Linked DNA regions of Mus musculus: all the other regions are linked to region 1. A link is a contact called in public HiChIP or PLAC-seq and promoter capture Hi-C data. All regions are on one chromosome and are shown on one strand. The core of a region is the stretch at or near the end of the contact, and the rest is flanking DNA. Distances in the headings are between cores, read along the strand shown. Region 1 holds the start of Cdadc1 (cytidine and dCMP deaminase domain containing 1). Region 2 holds the start of Atp8a2 (ATPase, aminophospholipid transporter-like, class I, type 8A, member 2). Region 3 overlaps Atp8a2 (ATPase, aminophospholipid transporter-like, class I, type 8A, member 2). Region 4 overlaps Rcbtb1 (regulator of chromosome condensation (RCC1) and BTB (POZ) domain containing protein 1). Region 5 holds the start of Phf11b (PHD finger protein 11B). Region 6 overlaps Atp8a2 (ATPase, aminophospholipid transporter-like, class I, type 8A, member 2).

Evidence for each region. Promoter capture Hi-C pulls out the DNA fragments that hold promoters and counts their contacts. HiChIP or PLAC-seq counts read pairs in DNA pulled down with a chosen protein or histone mark. Capture Hi-C pulls out chosen DNA fragments and counts their contacts.
Region 2: a promoter capture Hi-C map of embryonic stem cells shows a contact between it and region 1, with 4 times the contacts expected there. The contact joins the promoter of Atp8a2 here to the promoter of Cdadc1 in region 1. A contact is called at or near these places in 18 of 39 promoter capture datasets (the HPC-7 cell line, HPC-7-derived erythroid cells, cranial neural crest and 11 more), 11 of 115 datasets of contacts at active chromatin or transcription factors (astrocytes, bone marrow-derived macrophages, embryonic basal ganglia and 6 more) and 1 of 9 other capture datasets (liver).
Region 3: a contact with region 1 is called in a promoter capture Hi-C map of the HPC-7 cell line. The contact joins the enhancer-like site here to the promoter of Cdadc1 in region 1. A contact is called at or near these places in 7 of 39 promoter capture datasets (the C10 cell line, the HPC-7 cell line, cranial neural crest and 4 more), 2 of 484 Hi-C or Micro-C datasets (B cells and embryonic stem cells) and 12 of 115 datasets of contacts at active chromatin or transcription factors (the HPC-7 cell line, bone marrow-derived macrophages, embryonic basal ganglia and 8 more).
Region 4: a contact with region 1 is called in a promoter capture Hi-C map of liver, with 2.6 times the contacts expected there. The contact joins the enhancer-like site here to the promoter of Cdadc1 in region 1. A contact is called at or near these places in 8 of 39 promoter capture datasets (the 3T3-L1 cell line, embryonic stem cells, hippocampal neurons and 4 more), 7 of 115 datasets of contacts at active chromatin or transcription factors (bone marrow-derived macrophages, double positive thymocytes, embryonic stem cells and 1 more) and 1 of 9 other capture datasets (pancreatic islet).
Region 5: a promoter capture Hi-C map of liver shows a contact between it and region 1. The contact joins the promoter of Phf11b here to the promoter of Cdadc1 in region 1. A contact is called at or near these places in 9 of 39 promoter capture datasets (the 3T3-L1 cell line, the C10 cell line, the HPC-7 cell line and 6 more), 2 of 15 datasets of contacts at CTCF or cohesin (embryonic stem cells and large pre-B cells), 5 of 484 Hi-C or Micro-C datasets (the Ba/F3 cell line, embryonic stem cells and muscle stem cells), 9 of 115 datasets of contacts at active chromatin or transcription factors (T-cell acute lymphoblastic leukemia, embryonic stem cells, large pre-B cells and 4 more) and 3 of 9 other capture datasets (adipose tissue, liver and pancreatic islet).
Region 6: an H3K27ac HiChIP or PLAC-seq map of double positive thymocytes shows a contact between it and region 1, with 8 read pairs. The contact joins the enhancer-like site here to the promoter of Cdadc1 in region 1. A contact is called at or near these places in 1 of 15 datasets of contacts at CTCF or cohesin (large pre-B cells), 12 of 484 Hi-C or Micro-C datasets (embryonic stem cells, morula, nephron progenitors and 1 more) and 6 of 115 datasets of contacts at active chromatin or transcription factors (T-cell acute lymphoblastic leukemia, acute myeloid leukemia, double positive thymocytes and 2 more).

Annotation. Positions count from the first base shown.
Region 1 is chr14:59,596,253-59,599,446 of GRCm38.p6, reverse strand. It overlaps Cdadc1 (cytidine and dCMP deaminase domain containing 1), which reads left to right and starts at 1,488. Exons shown (of 10, transcript NM_027986.3): 1 at 1,488-1,692; 2 at 2,488-2,585. The coding sequence starts at 1,611.
Region 2 is chr14:60,084,792-60,088,364 of GRCm38.p6, reverse strand. It overlaps Atp8a2 (ATPase, aminophospholipid transporter-like, class I, type 8A, member 2), which reads left to right and starts at 1,451. Exons shown (of 36, transcript NM_015803.3): 1 at 1,451-1,783. The coding sequence starts at 1,683. It overlaps 4930563I02Rik (RIKEN cDNA 4930563I02 gene), which reads right to left and starts at 859. Exons shown (of 3, transcript NR_166718.1): 1 at 91-859.
Region 3 is chr14:59,976,837-59,980,112 of GRCm38.p6, reverse strand. The region is part of intron 23 of Atp8a2 (ATPase, aminophospholipid transporter-like, class I, type 8A, member 2); the gene reads left to right. Among named protein-coding and RNA genes, the nearest start is that of Atp8a2, 110 kb to the left of the region's middle. Within about 2 kb of position 1,937, at least 4 of the 459 cell types and tissues checked have an H3K27ac peak or open chromatin away from gene starts, as enhancers often do. A contact at or near this core is called in the HPC-7 cell line, where this site is marked.
Region 4 is chr14:59,230,134-59,233,691 of GRCm38.p6, reverse strand. Rcbtb1 (regulator of chromosome condensation (RCC1) and BTB (POZ) domain containing protein 1) reads right to left here. Exons shown (of 12, transcript NM_027764.2): 11 at 3,152-3,282. Among named protein-coding and RNA genes, the nearest start is that of Rcbtb1, 31 kb to the right of the region's middle. Within about 2 kb of position 1,616, at least 12 of the 459 cell types and tissues checked have an H3K27ac peak or open chromatin away from gene starts, as enhancers often do. A contact at or near this core is called in liver, where this site is marked.
Region 5 is chr14:59,340,059-59,343,572 of GRCm38.p6, reverse strand. Phf11b (PHD finger protein 11B) reads left to right here and starts at 2,243. Exons shown (of 9, transcript NM_001164327.1): 1 at 2,243-2,300. The coding sequence starts at 2,258.
Region 6 is chr14:59,856,705-59,860,022 of GRCm38.p6, reverse strand. Atp8a2 (ATPase, aminophospholipid transporter-like, class I, type 8A, member 2) reads left to right here. Exons shown (of 36, transcript NM_015803.3): 26 at 2,884-2,994. Among named protein-coding and RNA genes, the nearest start is that of Atp8a2, 230 kb to the left of the region's middle. Within about 2 kb of position 1,327, at least 22 of the 459 cell types and tissues checked have an H3K27ac peak or open chromatin away from gene starts, as enhancers often do. A contact at or near this core is called in T-cell acute lymphoblastic leukemia and double positive thymocytes, where this site is marked.

The DNA of each region.
Region 1 (3,194 bases), core at 239-2,738:
GAGAGAGAGAGAGAGAGAATGGAGCAGAGGAGGAGGAAGGTAGTAGCAACAGCAGTTCTCAAAATGTAGAGAACAACTGACCTTGCATATCCAGTCCTGAAGGTTGGATCTAGAACTCAACCCCTACACCTAACGTTCAGGATCATCTCAGAAAGGGGGGAGGGGGATGAAAAGACTGTAAGAGCCAGAGAGGATCAGGAAGCTGTCAGAACATTGTCTTCTAGTTGTTGCAGGAAAGCTCCACCTACAAAATTTCAACAACATGGCTGCCAAAACAAGACCCGAACAATGCCAACACCAGCTAACTTGCCAACATGGGTGAAATCTCCCAGGGGTCCCATATCTAGATGAAGGGTAAATAATAACAGAGGAGAAATTAGTCTTCCCCAAGAATAAGTCCCCTCAACTAGTTATCCAGTACCAAGTGATCAGTCCTAAAAGCATATACATACAAGCACATATATGTAGAGATATATGTGTGTATATATTATATACATATATAATACATGTATATAAACAATAGTGGTTAAAGAAAAACCATGAATTAATTTAAAAATGATCAGGGCCTCGGGGAGGGGGGAGATTTGTAATGATATTATATTTTAAATAAAAATAAAACTATTTTTACAATTTTTGTTCAAATATCCATCTCTGGAGTTAAGGGTTGTAGTGACCCACTCTGGATGTGGGTGTTGGGAACTGAACTCAGACCCACTGGAAGAGTAGGAAGTGTTCTTAACTGCTGGGCCATGTTTCTGACCTCTCCAGGCTTCATTTTACACTTTATATTTTTCACTGGGGGCTGAGGAGATGGTTCATTGTGTACATGCTTTAGATATAAGCTTGAGGAGTTCCTTCTGGATCCCTCAAACCCACATTAAAAAAAAAAAAAGGTCTGAGTAAAGCTGCACCAGCCTGTAGTCACAAGTGTGTAAAGTCTGAGACAGGAGGATGAAGCTCCAGTGTAGCCAACCAGTGAGCTCCAGATCCAAGCAGAGACCCATTCTCAAAACAAACATTTGGAGGGCCATATAGAGGAAGATACCCTCTGTACGGTAAGCGCGCACACGTACGCTCTATTTACAAATTCATTGGGACGGACAACTCAGATTTTTCAGGTTCCGCTGTCTACTTAACTCTTCGATCCTCCCAGTTCTCTTCTCATAGTTTGTGTGAGTTTGGATATGAAGCAGAACCAAATACCCTGGGATCCGCCCACATCTGACGGCTGGGTTCCGATGGCCCTGCTTCCCCCACCTCGCCCACTCCGGTTCTATGTTCGCCTCTCTCTGTTTAAGTCCTCCACCCTGGTCCCCTACTGTCCCGAACCAAGACAACTTCAAGCGTCCTTCTTTCTGCAAAAATCACTGAACACAGCCTGCTACACAGAGTAGCATAACTGATAGATAACCACCACCACCACCTCGGTGCGCCGGACTCTGACGTCACATTAAGCGCCGGAAGCGATGGGGGGGGCATACCGAGACGTCATCTTGCTGCGCAGAACAAGCGGTTGTTGACAGGCCGCAGAGGTGGCCGTAGGCGAGCTTCAAGGAACCTATCATGCCTGACCGGGCAAGCTGTCCTGGGCCGAGGCCTTTGGGCTGGGGATGAAAGAAACGGATCAGATGCAGAGTTTGGAGGGTTCCGGGGCCGAGAGGTCAGTCGGCACGCAGACGGGCAGCATGACGGGTGAGTGCGGTGGCCTTCTCTCCCGCCCTGCCCCTCTCCTGGCGCTCTGCACGCTTGCCCGAGTCTCCCTCCAGCTCCGCATCCTGCCTGTCCTGTGTCTCCGCACAGCCCAGCACCCTCCCTGCTCTATGTCTCCTTCCCGCCCTGCTAGCCTGCTACTCCCCCCCCCCCCCCCACACACACACATACTGCACCTCCCTGACACCCTGCCTGCCCTGTGACTCACAGCGACTCCTGTCTGCCCCGCCGTCCCTGGTCTCCTTGCCAGGCGCGCGTCCCGGACACTGTGCTGTCCAGGCTTCATAGGTCGCGTCCTGTCCTGCACTGGTGGGTGGTTGCACCTAGAGTCAGTATCCCGGAGCTGAAGAGCCTGAAATTGCGCTTTGGCAAATTCACCACCCGTGATACCTCCCTCAAGTTTTGCCTTATGGTTGAAGATCAATCATGTTCCAACCATTGCCCTTTTAGCAATGCCAGGTTCCAGAGGGGTAGGGGTGGGGACCTTGCTCCTCGGCTACATCAGAGAGGAGCCCTTATCCTATTGATTGATTGATTATTTCCAGAGCCTTTGTATCAGTTTTACTATTTTACCTGTGGGGTGAGCTGGAGAAAAAAAAAGCACCCAACTTTGGAAAGTGCCACCCGAGGTCACTGAAAGTGAGGTTGTGGCCACTCTTGCTAAGGAAGCTTTTATTCTCCTGCCTGCCAGACCATCTGCAGCTCACTCGTAGCTTTGAGCTTAGCTCCTCTGCCTTCACTAGTGAAATTCTGAAGTGCTTGCCTTCTCTTTTGTAGGTCAAATACCAAGGCTTTCTAAAGTGAACCTTTTCACCCTGCTCAGTCTCTGGATGGAGCTCTTCCCAGGAGTGGAAGCCCAAGGGCAAAAATCTCAGGTATACCTTATTTCCATAGAGAGTGTTTACCCTTGGAAAAGCAGTAGTCTAAGTCTGGTTTCATTGGCCAACTGTAGTCCTAACAGCCAAATGCAGCAAGAACCTAGGAATGGTGTCATGGCTTTTGTATGCTGTGCCTGTAACCACAGCGAACTAGCTCATATTTCCAGTCTGAAAAGTTATTTCTAGTGTGTGCCATGATTACCAGGTATTAAGGCTTTTCTTTTGGAGACATTTAGCGCCTTAAAAATGTGCATTGTAAAAGTCAGTTTGCTAGTAATACAAAATTTGGAAATCCTTTTAGCTTTATTGTCCATATTTTATCTCATCGTAATTCTGTTATATACATTTAACTTGAATCCCTTTTCAGTGCAAAAGTTTTTTTTCTCACCCTTGGTTTCTGGCATCCTCTCCTTCATCTGACAGATACCATGGAGGTTTTGTTTATTTAAGAGAAATAAGTTGGTTTTGTTTTAAATATTTTATTTGAAATCTTGTTTAGAAATCTGACCCATACCTGTTATCAGTTTAAGGCTTTAAAAATTAAAATCTAACTGGACATGGAAATAATTGCAAGAGGCATCAAAAGAAATCCTTGTTTTCTGAAAG
Region 2 (3,573 bases), core at 202-2,701, 490 kb before region 1:
AGCATTGGAAATGCAAATGAGGAAAATACCTAATAAAAGGTATTAAAAAAAAAGAAGGAGGAGAGAAAAGGACTGTATCTGGCTTGTTACCATGGCCCCGGTGTGTGGTCTGGATGCTGGCCGACTCCAGGCTTACTACTTCTTCACTGGTCTGCATAGTATGTCCACTTGAGATACTCAGTTCGCCTCTCAGATTCTGCTTTCTCCTGCTGGGGATTACAATCCTTGTAGTCAAGTTAAGATGATTGAAACACAAGTGTAGTTTTCCAGATTTTCTTCATGTCAGCAAACAGATATATCTGTAGCTAGCAAATGGGAGTTGACTCCCGTAAGATTCAAGTTTTGCAAATGGTGTGTAGTATACACCTTTTTGATAGAGAAGATGAAGCGTTAGTTGGATGAATAGTTAAGGAAAACAAGGTTCCACTTGCAGAGCTTTGATTCTCCCTAAAGGTTACTTCTCAAGGTGGGCTGCCTTTTCCCAGAGGGGATGCTGGGTTGAGCTTCTCTCTCTCTCTCTCTGTGTGTGTGTGTGTGTGTACACACGTGAGCACACAGTGTAGTATATACTTCTGCATACACCTAAGAAAACTGCTGGGGAGTTAAGCCCGCTCAAAGGCTTCTAAATAAAGCTTGCTGTCAGTTTTATAGAACTGGGAGGCAGGGAAGCTTGTGTAGGAGCCACAGGAACTACTTAAGAAGGAACTGGGAGCTCACATGCTGGACCAGAGCTGGAGATGAAGTTGCTCTTTTGAGGTGATCTGGCTTATTTATGGACACCAGCAGAAGAGCTCGTGCAGGATCGCAGTGGGAGACAAGCTCTGTCCACCTGGTGCGGGACTGATTTCACAGTGGAAGTACTTTCAGCAGTGATGACTTCACTTGTGGTATCTCGCTAGGGTTGTTTGTCTCATTGTGACTAAACATTGTCAAAGGATTCTAGAAAAACCAGGTTCCGAGTGCAAGGACAAGGCGTGGCCTCGGCTAAGTGGAGGTCTTCTGGCTTTGCTACTGACTCCCTTAGCCTCCTCTCCAATCTCAGGCAGACTAAAGCAGCCCTCCTGCCATTGCCCCTGGGCCAACCTGGCAAGCGCGGGTACCACAAGCTACCCGTGCAGCCAGCTCCATCCCCATCTCGCTCTGGGCTGCCAGACTCCCAGGAGCACTGGGGTCGGGCAAGATGGGGTTACCTTGGGTCCACCCGGCCTCCTGAAGGTCCAGGGCAGCGTGAGGTCTCTGGTAAATCCAGAGCTAGAGAAGCCTGGGAACCTTCGCCACGAATCCAGGTTGGGATGAGGCTTGGGGAGGGGGGGTGGGGGGGGAGGGGCGGGGCCTCACAGGTCCACGGCGGGGCGGGGCCCAGGAGGTGGAGCCTATTTACAGGTCGGGGTGGGGCGTCTCGAGTCCCAAAGGGGTGGGGCCTCACAGGTTCAGGGCGGGGCTGAGTGGGGCGGGGCCTGCCGCTGCGGCGGCGGCTGTGGCTACGGTCTAGTCTCCAGGGGCAGGCTAGGTGCATAGGCGGCCCCAGTCTCTCCAGAGCATCCTTCGCGGCTGGTCCCCGCTTGCAGCCTGCTCGCAGCCTCGGGCCTGGAGGCTGATTTCTTTGTGTTTTGTTTTCCCCGCGCCTCGATTCTGCAGGACCCGTTCGTTCTTCTGCGGGCTACAAGAAGGCAGAGGATGAGATGTCCCGGGCCACGTCTGTTGGAGACCAGCTAGAGGCACCGGCCCGCATAATTTACCTCAACCAATCTCATCTCAACAAATTCTGCGACAACCGGATCAGGTAGGAGAACAGGCAGCCGGGTGAAGCTCAATGCTCACATTCACGGGATGGCTTTTCCATCACCCGGGCGGCCCTCAGTTCACTTGCTTTCCCCAGCACTTTGCATCTCTGCCTCCTGCACCCACTTTGAGCCCAGAGGTCCACACCCAGCGCCCAGTGGGCCATGTGAACACAGATGCTGCCTTCTCCTATGCAGAGCTGTGCCCAGCCAATCTGTGGGCCTTATGGAAGTTCTTCTAATGCCACCGATAAAAGTGAAGGTGTCCTCTCACCCCTTACTGCCTTCCAAGAATCTCCATAGTCTCCCTGAAACCTCAATGATGGTTCTCTTTGTCACAGCTCTCTTGAGTAGTTTGCAGAACATCTGTGGGGAAGTGCTTTATAAGGGAATGAATGTGAGTCTCACAGGCTACAGGGACTCACATTTATTTCCCAGTGATCCACTGCATTTGCTAAGGGTCTTCTCATTTGCTAGGAAGTCTTGCCCAGAGTCAGCAGAAATATGAATGGAGGGTAGCATTTTTGTGTCTGCTTTCTGTCAGCTGGCCACTGTGTTAGGCGCCTTAGCTGCGCATCTCCAGTGTCTCATGGAGCAAATCATTGCCTCCAGATCAGGAAACTGGAGTGGAGAGATGTGAAATCTTGTACTACGCTCATATATTAATAGCTACTAAATGGGAAAGCTAGAAATCAAACCCACTTATCTGACTAGCAAGCAAATTCTTGCTGCTGTGCAAAGCTTGTTTCTTAGCTCAGTGTTAGCACACTTTGAGCCACCATTAAACTTTTGAGCTTTGACCAACTTCATGTCTGTGAGTGATTTCTGAGGATAGTTTAGTGTGCTGCTTAGAACATCCTACTCAGGTCTGGATTTCCAGGTTGTTTGTTTGTTTGTATGTTTGTTTTTTGCTTCGGCTAAAACTTTGTGGTTAGATATTTAACTATTACAGTACCTTGGTAATGCCACACTGGCAGCAAGGTCTGGTTGGTCATTTCTATAGCTTGATAGGATTTGGGAGAGAATAACAATGTATATGTGCACATATGTATGTATGTATGTATATAGATGGTACCTTTATTAAGGGAGTGTTAGATTTGTGTGACTTTATTTTGTGTTTCAAGAACGACTTTTGAACACATTTTAAATTTAAAAAGTAAATGTTAGAATATCTGAGACTTCATTCCTGAATAAATAGGCTTGTTTTGAGATGTGGGACATTACAAACAGAACATTAGAGCTTAACAAACTAGCGCGACTAATTAAAAAAGAGACAGATAGTGAAATCTGTAAAAGCCTTAGAGAAATTGGAGCCTCATACATTTGGCCAATAGGAATGACACATAGGGCTGCTGCTTTGGAAAGCAGTTTGGCCTGCCTCCAAAAGGATCAAGGTAAAGTTACCATAGGATCGGATAATTCCAATGCTAGGTATACATAGCCAGCACACATGAAAACAGAGGTCCTCACGAACATGTGTACACAGATGTTCATAGCAGCATAACTCATGGTGGCCAAAACATGCATGCACTGAGGGATTCACTCAGATGACTCTAGCTATAAAATATTATGATGTGGATGAACCTTCAAAGTAGTCAATGAAAGAGCAAGTCGTAAAAAGTCATATGAAATGATATATGTGATATGCCCCAAAGAGAGAAGTGTTTCTTGACACATTAGTGGTTTCTGGGCCTGGAGAAGGAAGGTGAAGGTGTGGGAGTTAGAGAATGATAGGATGATGGCTATTACTCTGAATACACGAAAAGCTGTCTGGAGCCCAGCATTGGCCATG
Region 3 (3,276 bases), core at 688-3,187, 380 kb before region 1:
TTTTCCCTCTTAAAAACAAACAACTTAAAAACCTACAAAAGAAGAAAAATAAAAGTAAAAAAGATTTTAAAAAATCATAACAACAACAAAAAGACACACAAACAAACCAGAGTCCATTTTATTCTGGTCACCTATTGCTGAGCATAAAGCCTGCCCTGGAGTGTGGCTGACAGACTAGTGTCCCTCCACTGGTGAAAACGGATTTTCCTCTCCCGGCAGGTATCAATTGTATATAATAGCTTCATGTAGGGTACTCATTGTAGACTTCTCCTTCTCTGATAAGACTGCATGCTTGTCCCACGTAAGATTTGTAGTTCTGGGGGAGAGTCAGCAGGTACAGCTACCAGCCTGGCATGTAGCTGCTCTCTGTGTAGATAGAATGCTGGCTGGGCTTGTGTTCACACTAACTCAAGACCTATGTTTAGGATCCAGGAAACCAATCTGAGTAGGTAGTTTGTTGGTGCTAGGCCCTAGAGCGGTAGAGAAATATAATAAGGGCAGGAACCTGATTATAAATGAGACAGACCATTAGGACTCATAGGACTGTATTCACAGTTATGCCCTTTCCAGCAGGATCCCTGTATGTTAGAGGAGATTGCACTGTGCTGGGACAAAGATGCCTAGATGTAGGTAGTGGATTGATTGATGCCTTGAGACTCCTTAGGAGCACATGCAATGACATTACTGTTAGATAATTAGGCTGCATGCTTTGTGAGGTCCTTGTGCAATAGAAAAAGTCTTAAATCACCTGCTTAGCATTATAGTGAAGAGAACTCCTGTTCTGGACATGGCAACAATGTAACTAAAAAGCGCAAGGGTCCCCTTTTGCTTTACGATGAGAGGAGGCTGGGTTACTCTCTGCCCAACTAAGTAAAACTTGAGTAAAGTCCTTAAAAGCACCGTCCTTGAAAGCACTGAGGATGGTTCAGCTGCAGGGGGGTCAGGAACTGACACAGCGGCACTTGCTTCGTGTGCGTCTGCTCACCTGTGCTTTATGTCTTTCACTTTTGCTCTATGCCAGGGTGGATGTGTGGTGGGGACATTGTACCCCAGAGCTCCTTACAGTCAGCTGGGTCCCTTCAAGGGAAACCGTCATAGGTAGAGTGGGCTAACAGCAGAACTGGCTTCCTGGGCATTTTAGAGCTGACCCACTTGACCTGTGTGGTCCCGGGACACCGTTCCCCAACCTCAGTGTTGCACTCTGGCACACGAACATAGCTGGTGAGGGCCCCAGACAGAAAGCAGGTGAGTTGTTCAAAGATAAGAACGCAAAGCAAATGATAAGACTTGGGTGTAGTTGTAAGTGTATTCAACAGTGTGGCAGGCTCTGAAAGACACTTGTAAAATACCACAAGTTGTGGAAGTTGTGGAGAAGGGAAACCCATGTCAGTGCTTAAAACATTCAGATGGTCATGTGAGCCGTTTTCAAACCAGTTTTCACTGGGTAGGAATCTTGAGATATAAAATACCACTGGCCCCGTTGTTGGTAGACGAATGGGCAGGTCAGAAGCAAGCAGGCAAAGCATTCTGTGTGGTTCCTGGAATTCAAAGGACAAGGGAGGATCAAACTTGATGTCTCTCTTCTCTTCTCTTCTCTTCTCTTCTCTTCTCTTCTCTTCTCTTCTCTTCTCTTCTCTTCTCTTCTCCCCTCCCCTCCCCTCCCCTCCCCTCCCCTCCCCTCCCCCTCCCCCTCCCCCTCCTCTTCTCTTCTTTTCCTAGTAAAATTGTATCGGCCCACAGAGGGGAAAGTGTATCTAGTACTAAGGGAAGCCAAAACCAAACCATGGTCACAGTGACAGGAGTCATTTTTTCAGAGCTGAGTTGAGAACTGGGCAGTGTCTTCAGGAACAAGGCTGGGTAGATTATTGCTACTGCATTCAGCCTCTATAGGGTCACTTCCTGTCTGTGGTAGACCTAGGGTCTCAGTGTCCTACTTAGAGGAAGTGCTAGGGATGGAAGTGACCTCATTCCAGGGACCAGTTATCTGTGCACAAGATGGTCCCTTGAAGCTCATCACAGCTGTTTGCTTGACACTTAGGAAAGATGCCGTCAGTGTAACTTGCTTTGTGAATTAATGAATAGGAAATCCTCAGAGCAGGTCAGGCTCAGGGTCGCAGTCCTCTGGGCTGAGGATTGGTGGGAACATGGCAGGGGGTGGGGAGGACAGGGAGAGGGAAAGGGAGAGAGAAATTAACCACAAAATTTGTCCATTTACTGAATCTAGTTTTCTATTTTGTATTTTCCTCATCTCTTTTTGTAATGTTATTGCTACTGTCTTATACTGCTAAGAGTCAAACACACACATGTCTTCTTTCCAGCCAGGGGGTTACGGACAGAGAATGTCGTTTCTTAGGGATATCACACACAAAGCTCGGTTTCTTCACACCAGCTAATGTTGATCATGACCAAATCCAGGCCTGATACGGAAATAAGCTTTTATCACTTAAGAAGAAAACGTGTCATTGCTTATGAAGCACGGGAACCCTTCAAGAGCTTGGAGATTTGCTCTGTTGTGGAAACTGGCAATTTGTAGAAAACAACCGTTTGCTGACTAGAAGGAATTTCTCTCCAGCTTTGGTGCCTTTAAGATGCACAGTGAGGGGCTGGGGAGATGGGTCAGTTGCTAAGATAAGAACTTCAGTCAGCTCCCACCTAGAAACCAAGTGCAGTGACTTACATGTATGACCCCAGAGCAAAGTCTGCTGGGTCCCTGGCACTCACTGGCCGGCCAGCTTAGTGTACTTCCTGGGCTCCAGGACAGTGAGAGGCTCTGCCTCAAGAAAGAAGCTGTATAGTGCTGAGAAACACTACCTGAACTTCACTCATGGCCTACACACACACACACGCACGCACGCACGCACGCACGCACGCACGCACATGCACACACACACACACACACACACACACACACACGCACACGCACACGCACATGCACACGCACACACGAGCATATGCATCGCAAAACTTACTTTTGTCCTGTGAGTGGGTCTCAGTTAAAGCTTCCATGGGAAAATATAAGAAAGGGTCAATATTTATGTAAAGTTGTGGTGAAAGCATTGTATTGCTCATTGAAATTTTAATAGATACAAATTCATTGTACATAGTTGTGGCTTCGTTATTCTTATTCAAGTATATCATGATTTTCCTTAAAGATCTGAATGTAGACTCTGAAGCAATGACGGGTTTTTTTTTTTCTCTCCATTTCTTAATTAATTCAGGATTTGGAAATATAAGAATCAAAGAACAGAAAACCATACAAATTTACAAAATGCCTAT
Region 4 (3,558 bases), core at 367-2,866, 370 kb after region 1:
GCATTTCTTTTATACGTTAATTTCAAGTTTCCCCTAAAAGGTGCATGGAGGGGTTGGACGATTACAAAGCAGGTAACTGAGTAGTGGACTGCCTTCATCTTCTTGGCACAGCATCTGCTACGGAAAGCTGGGCTTCCAAAATTAGTTTTTGTAACTGATAACCAATCTCAGTCACTTCCGATCAACTAACAACATACATAATAAATGGGTTTGACTTGAGCACTCAATACTATGGTCACTTGCTACATTTCAAGATATTAGGAAATAAATATAAACATTTACTCATCGATCACAAGCTCAGTGTCACAATCTAAGTGTATCACGAGGACTCTTCTCCTTTCTACATGGATGTGTCATGTTTGTGGAATGTAAGGCTTGTATGATATCTTAAGTACTTTATAGTGAAGTGTCTTAAACATATTTGTCCATTCAATATATATTTTTGGTGTTTCAAACATATCCAATTACTCAATTCAGCATGTGTTTTTGAGCACTGACTCTGCCCACACGGTTTCAAGCTCCAGGGAATCACATTCATTTGTAGTCGTCTCTTAATAGATTTATACCTAAGCAAAGACGAGCAAAGGACATGGGCTGCTGCCAGCCGCAGCGGCATCGAGTTCTTCCTGTAAGGTTGTTTTTGTTTTCTCTTATTTTAGACAGGGTCTTCACTGTGTAGCTCCAGCTGGACTGCAGCTCATTACGCAAAGCACATATACAAAGCAGGCCGCCTCAAGCGCCCCGAGATCCTCCTGCCTCTCTTCACTCTAACCGCTCTGCTGGGATTAAAGGTGCATGTCTGGCCTTTTCCTCTAAACATTTAAACTTTTTAGGTGAAAGTGGGGAACAAATTTCCAGTAACAGGATCTAGGCTGTGGGCCTCTAGTCAGGTTGTCCTGGCTGGTGTAAACCAACAGGATTGATCACAGAACATGGAAAATGTGGAGAAGCACAAGAAGAGTCTAGAATCAATCTCCAAATGGAGAGAAAAGGGTTCTTTGGAGTCAGTTGTGTTGGATGGTGTCTTGCTGGGGCAAACACGTGAGGGAGTGTTTTCCTGAAGTGAACACAGGTGAAAAGCTAAAGGCAGACTCGTGAAGGAATATTTCCTGAAGTAGACATAAAGCAAAAAGATGTTCTGCTAAAGTAAGCACATGAAAGGACATGTGATAAGAGATTCTTTGCTAACTACATGCATGTACTGGTCTCTTTACACTGTGGAGTTGAGCTCCAGTTGTCAGGACTCCATAGAGAGAAACTGCACCAAAAACCTTCTGGAGGTGTGCCATGGCATCTAGCTGCTTCTGCGGCAGAGTGATGGCAGCTGAGACAGACACACGTGCTAAGGCAAGATTAGTGGAGGACACATGATGTTTGAAGGGATAAAAAAGGACTTGAAGGACAGTAGGTGGGGCTGAGCTAGGCTTGCTTATACAGCTAGCTGTGCAATGCCTGTTGTCTCAGTATCTTCATTTCACTGAGAGGCACAGCTGAGAACTTTTTCTGGAGTTCCTGTTGGCCCTGGTCCCTCCTGCTGATTCATCCTGAGGCTGAGGCCTGGCTGTCCCACTAGGTGGTGCCACCGCTGCTGATTCCTGTTTGCTATCTCGACTCTACCCAACTGGATTGCTGATGTCTTTGAAGTCTTTGCCAGTGGCTCGAGCTGCCACTGTTGACCTGTGAACTGCACTGCTGATTTCCAAACAACACTGACTGGAGTTGCTCCAAAGAACCTTTCTAAACAGGTCCACATCCCCCCTACCTTTGGTGGGTGGTGGGCTAAAAGGGAGGTTAAAGTGTTTAAGAACCATCATTAAAAGTAGTAATTGAAAACAATTCAAGTTACAGTCAATGCAATTTAAAATTCTCCTGTTGTATAAGAATGAGTCTAGCACAGGCTCCTAGTGGTATAGGAAGCGGGGAAGCTAACCCCTCTCCATCTTTCATTAGCTACAATTCACGCTAACCACATTTCCATTTGGTGTCAGACTCCACAGTCAGCTGCATTTGACCTTGTGAAATATTTATTACCATAAAAGAACCTCAAACAAAAATAGGATCCATTTTGAAAATAAAAGACATAATGGCTAACTCAATCCCTAAGTCTGTCTGTCCTCTGCTACACCTCAAGGGCCAGAATGTGAGTTTTTGATAAATTCCCAGTTATTGGAGACTGCATTGTCAAATGACAAAACGCCTCTAAAATACAGACTTCTGATATCCTTAGCAAAGCCAGCCTTCTACTTTTTATGAATCTGTAACACCAACCAGGTCAGCTCTGAGTTCATTAACAATGTCTCCTGCAGCCTTTTGTGGCACTGTCTCCACGGTTCAACAGCCTCAGCTGCCATGCATCAGCACGTGGACTGGGTGCTGTAGCATACCGTCAACCAGGGCCAGCTTCTGCTCAGAGTCTGTGGCTCGGCTCAGTCAGAAAAGTTCAATGGCAAACATACTCCAGAACACTCATCAGACTCTAGAAATCTGAGAAATGCAGCTCTGAAATCCAACTAAGTTTAAAACTAACAAAATGGGAACTGCTGAGATGGCTCAGTGGGTAAGGACAACTGCTGCATAAGCCTGGCAACTGACTTTGATCCTTGGAATCCATGTAAAGGTGGAAGAAGAAAACTGACTCCCCAGAGTTATCCAGACATGTACACACACACACACACACACACACACACACACACACACACACAATGCATGTGCACTAAAAACTGTTAAGTTAAAAAAAAGAGGTAGTATACAGTAAGTTCTTCAGAGAGGAACTGAGCTACAGCACAGGGACAAAAGTCCAGACCCACACGGATGTAAAGCCCACAGCACCCGGGGCTTCTGACGGTGGACTCGGTAGAGTGGGTCTGGGACAGGCAGATGCACTCATTAGCAGACTGAAAGTAAAGCATGCTGCCCGTCAGCCCGGCTGAGTCCAGCACTGTACACGCCCACTGTGCAGCCTTCTGCCAGTTCCTTAGAAGCAAAGCAGACAAACAATGATTCTGACTGTGAACGAGATGTAAAGAAGCAAAGGCAGATTTCATTTGAGGCTTGTCACTGAGTCACTAAAGGAGGTGACACTAGCCATGCTGTGTCACAGAAGAGCGGGAAGTGGGCTGACGGCGAGGGAGCCGGGGCACTTCTGTGTTACCTCTGCGTCATATCTGACTGCAGCAGAGAACAATGAAAAGGCGTTCTCCACAGTAATTCCTCGCTTGATGATGTGCTGACAAAGCCTCTTCAGTCTGTTCTCACAGTACGACGTTGCCAAGTCCAAAAGGCCTGAAAGGTAGAAGAACGAGATCTCAGCAGCTCGCAGTGCTGGGACGCTGGGACTGACAACACGGGCATTTCATGGCCAGCAGCTTGTGTTTACTTTCTATACTTTCTTCCAGAGTAAAAGAGTAAATTCTCTTTTTTATTTTATTCCTAAAAGGTTAAATGCATTAGAAACTCAGACTCTCATATTAAAAAATCTAAGTTTATAGTTACAAACTGTCCATAATTTTAAATGATACTAACATTTTAGAGATGTTTACTTAAATACTTTTTAAGTAT
Region 5 (3,514 bases), core at 994-3,493, 260 kb after region 1:
AGCTAGGGCTCTACCCATTGGTCCATCTCTCCAGCCTCTGTGAATTTAGCATGCAAGAATATTTTTTTCTTCTTTGAGGATTCTTTTTTGTTTGCTTGTTTGGGACAGGGTCTCACTATGTAGCTGAAATGACTGTGTCATAGCAAACACATGCACACACTGAATTGAACAAAAATAACATGCACTAAAAGCTTAATATACTACTTCAACTACTATGTGTGTATATAAATACACACACTTGAATTCATGGCATATTACCCTTCAAGACCTCTGTCCTCCCATGTGTCTGTGCTCCCAACACTTGCCTGGTGTTTATTTTGGAAGTTAGAGACTTTCCTCAGAAGCACAGGCCTTTCTCTTCTATTCTTCTTGATAGTGTGTGAAAGGCCTTCTCCACGAGCTACCCAAGGCCCTTGCCATCCTTTGCTAGGCCCTTTCATTTTGCCCAGGCTGTCCATGGTGCCCTGTTTAGTTACCTTTCTTCTGCCAGGTATAGGGTGCCCTTTGCCTTCTTAGAGTGCCTTCCCTCTAGACTATATGTTTGATTTCCCCCTAAAAAAAAATTAACTTTTAAAATTCTACTTCCTGTATGTTAGTCCCTATATGGATATTTCCCTTTGTCACTGGGACTGAAAGATCTACATTTCTGTGGTGCTTTGAAGCCCACAGGTGCTAAATAAAAAGTCCTTACTAGCACCTGGGTCTAGGACCTATTAATGTTGTATCCTTAAAGCTACTTTCACAGGGGCCAAACAATGTGGTACAATATTCAGACATAGAGACCTTACAGTTCCTTAGTTAAGCACAGGCACTGTTGGGGTATCTGGTGTGGTTTTTCTCCAGCTGTTTGATGGTTATTGTGGTTGTGGACGTCACACAACTGGGAAGAGGACCCTTCTCCATATTTGCCTCCATCAGAGTGGCCTGTGTGGTATTTTCCTGACTGCTCATTGGTGGAGGAAGGCACAGTCCTTTATGTACAGCAGCAGCAGCATGGGGCAGGTGGTTGTGGACTGTACTGCACAGCAGGTCTAGAGAGCCAGGGAAACAGCCAGAAAGCCTCCCTGCTCCTGCTTTCTTCCTTGTTCTCTGGATGATGACTGCAACTTGTAGTCCTGTAGTGTTGTAGGTCCCATGTCCGACCTACCACAGGGCCAGACAGCAGCTTGGGGAGACAGAACTTGAGAAGTTTGATTGGGCTTGCCTCACGCAGTGGCCCTGCGGGTGTTGGGCCTTAGGGACATGACTCGGGGTGGGAAAAGGCAGTCTAAGGTAAGAGACAGCTGGAGCTGGTTCAGGAGTGCCCGGGCCTGGGAATTTGCTGGTGTGGTGGAGTTCCCAGGGTGTGGACACCCAGGCGCTGCTGGCAGTTCAAGGAGAGCTGAGAATGGAATCTGGGACCATGGGCTAGATCTAGCCTGGGACCTAGGGGAAAAATGTGGGGAGCTCCAGGTGGTCCCACAGGAAGAGTCCTTGGCTTGAAGGTGGTTGGCTTAGAGGAGGTTATGTCTGGGAGCAGAAGGAGACCTTCTATGAGAGATTAGAAAGTGGCTCTGTAGGCAAAGGAGTTCTCCATGACTCCCTAAGGCAGATCCCGATGAAAAGAGTCAGTCTATGGTTCTGAGTCATTTATTGCCATGGTGCAAACGGGGTGTGTAAAACCATACCCCACTTCTCAGGGTGGCCTGAGATGAAACATCTTTTGCAGGGAGGAATACCTGGGAAGGAAAGCTTATTGGCTATGTCCTCAAGGCCTCTAGGTACCTCATTAGCATGGAGATCTGTTGTACGCCTATATGACCACAGGTCACTGTTTTGTTTTTTGTTTTTTCTAAATTATAGGCGCTTGGTGTATTTCCCTATGTGACTGATGGCCATAAATGTATAGGGGGCTGTGGCTAGTGATAGGAGCCTGGTGCCCAGGAGCAGGTAAAGCTTCTATAGACCCTTCAGGGTCTCTAGGTCTTCTAGCCTTGGCTCAACCAAGGACCAGGCTACCTCTCATGGTCCACAGGCCCACATAGCTCAAATGGAGCCTTTCCTCCCCTGACTTATTTTGGACCTTGGGTTTCATTACATCACTTTTAGAGCACTTTCAAAATGACTTCTCAGAGTGGAAAATGTGCCAGCACACTGCCCTCAACTTGCACTTCCTCTCAGATTGCTGTTTGTAGTCTCCACCCACATTTAGAGAAAAAGAAACTAGAAACTAGAACCTTGCAGAGGCACTTCAAGGACTGCAAGACAACACCCAGCCATGGACCAAGAGAAGCCAGGGTGCTCTAACCCAGTTCCCAATGGTGAGTTCTAAGGTTCAGGGCGCCAGGAAGGTCCCACCATCACTTCTCCCCAGGGAGACTGCAGGACACTGCTGAGGGTGGGGTGGGGCTTACAGCATCTGGGAAATCTGTAGGCACTGGGGACCTCGGGAAGCTAAAAGCTATTCTGTCCTTGCTTCATAGGACTGGGGGCTCTACATTGTAAAATTAATACTCAAGACATGCTGTTGGGAAGGGAAGGTAGACTCTATTGTGGATGCTGGAAACCTGGAACGGATGCCCCAGTCTTTGAGGACAATTGGAGAATACAGAGAAACAGATTAGGGTTGTGTGTTGCGAGTAGCCTTCAGTATCTGAAACATTTGTGTTGTGCAGGCTGATGTTTTAGGGATCATCCCGTGGTGGCAATCTCCTTGAGATGTTTTTTTCCTATCATGAGAGAATCACAATCCAGGCTTTTGTCAGGTTTGTGGCCCAAGGGTTCCGGATCCATCTTAGAAAATGATGATCTCAAGAATGCAAAGGAAATCTTATTGGGGTAAAGAAGCAGAATCAATGCACGGAGGACAGCAGGGGTAACTTGAACACTGGTGTTGTCAGGCTAGTACAGCTCTGCCCCAATCCTTTCTCTCCAGGAGTAACCTGGCCCAAAATGTCAAAGCAGGAAATACAGACACAATAGGAAAGCACTAATGCTAAACCTTTTCAGACCTTTCAAGCAACAGGGATAGCAGTGATCACTGCTCAAGGGAAGCCACCATTTGCAACAAAAGCATCATCCTTCCATCCCTGAAACAACCCAAGGATCCATTATCCTCACCCACTTGGTAGAGATGTCTACAGCCAAATTTGGAGTTGAGTAGTGATTTATTTCAGCCTCTAACTATCCTGCAACTAGTATATTCTTGAGCTTTATTTTGTGTACGACTGTCTTGCCTACATAAATATCTGTATATCACATGTGTTCTTGATGCTGTGTTGTATGGAGAAGGCAGCATAGGATTCTCCCTGGATGGAGAATTAGACTTGGTTATATCTCACCATGTAGGTGGTAGGAACTGAGCCAGGGCCCTCTGCAAAATGCATAAGAGCTCCTGTTTACTGAACCGTTGTTCTATTTTCTCGTATGTATGTATATGTGTATGTATGTATGTATATACATATATATGTATGTATGTTTGTCCATTGAGATTACATTAAGCTTAAAACTTCCTCAGGGAAAGTTGTATAAAATT
Region 6 (3,318 bases), core at 78-2,577, 260 kb before region 1:
GTGCCTGCTGACTTCTCCGGTGTTTGAATCTTGAACAGTTTAAGGGCTCCTTCTCTGGGTTGAGCTTTCTTGGGCCCACAGACCTGTCATTCGGAGATGTGCCTTTCCTGGCAGACAGGACCCTGGATGTCTTAATCTCTACATCTCTACTCCTGTTCCCACTGGCTGCCTTCGCCTCCTCCTCCTCCTTCTTTTTCTTCTTCTCCTCCCCCTCCTTCTTTTTCTTTCTCCTCCTCTTCCTCCTCCTTCTTCTCTGCTCCTCCTCCCTCCTCCTCCTTCTTCTTCATATCCCTCACTGAAGAGTAGTTATCTCAGAATGACACATAGTTCCTCACTCAAGGACCACCCTTCTTTTAGAAGTGCTGGCAAGCGCTTAATATCAGAAAGAAGCAGTCACTTAGAGATGTCCCCTCTTGGCTGGGAACCGTCTAAGAGTTCTGCTGTGGGATGAACTGAGGGAGCAGGGGCCATGTGACTCATGGTCAGAAGCAAGCAGCCTCCTGCAGTCAGGCTGAATTCCATCTGTTCTTCTCTGATCTAAACGTTGCCAGCATGGTTCTGGTGTGCTTTACAGTTACTGGCTCTGATGTGTTTCTTGTTTCCTGCTTACTCACATGTACTTCAAGAATCCATGTGTCCAACCCTTTGTGATAGCCACCAATGAAGAAGAGTCAGCCTCAAGTCCCCCTGAGGACTAACTGGCCTATCTGGCCTGGTAGATCGCATAGAAGCCCAGTCCCAGGGAATACTGCCATGTTCTCCCAGATACCAAGTTGCAGGGCCTTGTGGCTAAATGCCTGCATTTGTTGTGGCACCAGCTTCTCCCCTGCCCCTCTGCTTCTCTGAATAGGCTTTTAAAGAACATGTTAAACTTAACTGCATGATTACAAGGGACAATGGCTTTGTCACCCTTTCAGCTAAAGTCTGGAGATACATAGAAAACACATAACCTTCTTACAGCCCCAGGGCTTGTGGTCTGGTCCTCTGCAACTTTGGGGCCTCCCCACCCCTGAAGGAAGCACTGTTTGATCACCTCTCATGTTTCCTTCTGGCTTGAGATTCTGAAAAAATGCAGCAAGAAATTACCCAGACCACCTGGCTTTGAAAATTGACTAAGTCAGTTGTGTTTCTTGGTGGACTCCAAATCCCTCAGCTGATTCCTGAAGTAGGCGGTAGGAGTTCTGATTTTACAGGTGAAAAACCTGAAGGTCCTACACACAACAACTGGCTTCAGATCTGAGCACAGGCCCAACATCAGAGAACAGCAGACCCCAGTGAACTCGGTGGCTGCCACACGCACCTGCTCCGTTCCTTTGCCGAGTCAACTGTGCAGAGGCCCGTGGGACCCATGCTTCCTGTCTGCTGTCAGCAACTGTGGATGTTATACACCCTAGCATTATTAAATACTTGAGTTATAACATCATATGGCTGGAAGGGATCTTAAGAGGTTTCCTAGGAGTTACAGGCAAATATTTGTCTGCTTTTCTCTTTAGAATGTCTAGGGATGGGGGGAATTCCTTCCTGAAACTGCACATGAGCACGAGGTAGAAGGTGAAGGAACTGCTTTTGTTAAAGGGAGGCATCAGAGAGGGGTGGTGAGGAGCCTGCAGAAGTCCATTTAAGGTTTTCTTTGCCCTCCAGGGTCGTAGCCACATCTACCAAAGGAACCTAAGGCAACCACTGTTACCCATACCTGGATTTTCCTGTTCATTGTCCTGCAGGGGCACGCTGTCGTTTCGGGGCTGAATTTGTGCCAAGTACTAGATAGATTCTAATCCGCCTCTTCCTTAATTACCATGCCCAAACCACCACCAATCGGATGAGTTCCTCTGCCCCATTGAAGTGATAACCATATCTGATTGAAATTAACACCGTGTTTTGTCTTGTTTTTTATTTTGATGTTGGTGGCCACATTTTAAAAAACTGTGTTTTGAAGGAAGTGCCCCATCAGGTAATGATGCTAGGAAGCGCATTCAGTGGGCAGAGTCCTGATTCCATGCCCTCGCTTGACTGACTCATGCTTGCACATGTAGCTTCTGCTGGACAGGTGACGGGCCACCTGAGCTAAGGAGAGGGACTGTGTGGTATATATAGTGTGTGTCCACAGCCCTCAGCTCCCAGCCCACCAGAGAACAATCCACCTTCCCAGCCTTTGTCTTGTTTGACTCTGGAAAGATGGAGCTGGTTCAGGGGAGATGGTATTAGAATACTGTGCATTTGCCTCAGACTGCAAGGGCCCTTACAACACCGCTACTGAGAGCCAGTCAGCTGCCCCTGACTGCACAGCCAGGCACCCTGATTGAGTGGGAGATAAAGAAGGACCAGGACATGGATGAGGAAGTGGAGGCTATGTGTGTGTGTTATTTTTATATCTGTATATCTCTATAGCTGTGTGTGTAAGTCTGTCCTAGGTACCTCTATAGTGTATGGAAAGTATAATTCCTTTGAGTTGACAAACTGACGGAACACGGCTCTTGTGTATATATCTTTCTTGAATCAAACCTTTGTTGGATGAGAGTCTCTGTGCCTTTCTCCTGTGGTCACCATAAAATCCATGACAGATCTTATGGAGGAGTCCCAGCGTGCTTCCCCTCCACCATTCCCTAATCAGTTCTCTGGAAGGCGTTTAGCTCAGAGGCCCAGCCACAGGGAGAGTCCAGCAGTGTGTTTGGGGGACAATATCAGTCAATTGAAGAGATTTTCTCAGCTGCCCTGAAAGCCCCACCTCAGGGAAACAGTCGGCCTTTGGCATCTGGTTGTTTTGTGGTTGTTTAGTTTTGTTTTGTTAGTTACCTACGGGTCTGGTGTCTGCTTGTAAGGACAGTCTATGTCTTTTAGTCCTCAGTGACAGGCTGCTCTGAACTTGCCACTTTTCCTTTTCAGTTTTCCTACCTGGAGAAGCTGCTTTTGGTCCACGGAGCCTGGAGCTACAACCGGGTGACCAAGTGTATCCTGTACTGTTTCTACAAGAATGTGGTCCTCTACATCATCGAGGTAAGGAGAAGGGGTATCCCTCCCTAAAGGAGACAGGCCTCTGCTGAGAACATCTGTAGACATTGAATCCACCCTAAGGAAGGGTTTTGCTAATGGAAAATTAAAGCTACTGTTGGGTCCTACTAGGATCTGTGTTGTGCAGCCTCTTTTTAGCTGGCTGTACCATGAGGCTTGTAATAAGTGACATGGCCGGGTACAGCCTTTCTTCCCTATCCTCCCAAGATCCCCAATCCCAGGCCTGATGCTGTTCTCCTCTTCCTTGCTGCTTCTGTGTCCGTGGTGGCAGAGAATGCCGCGTCACTCTCTCCTTCATCTTGCTAGGGC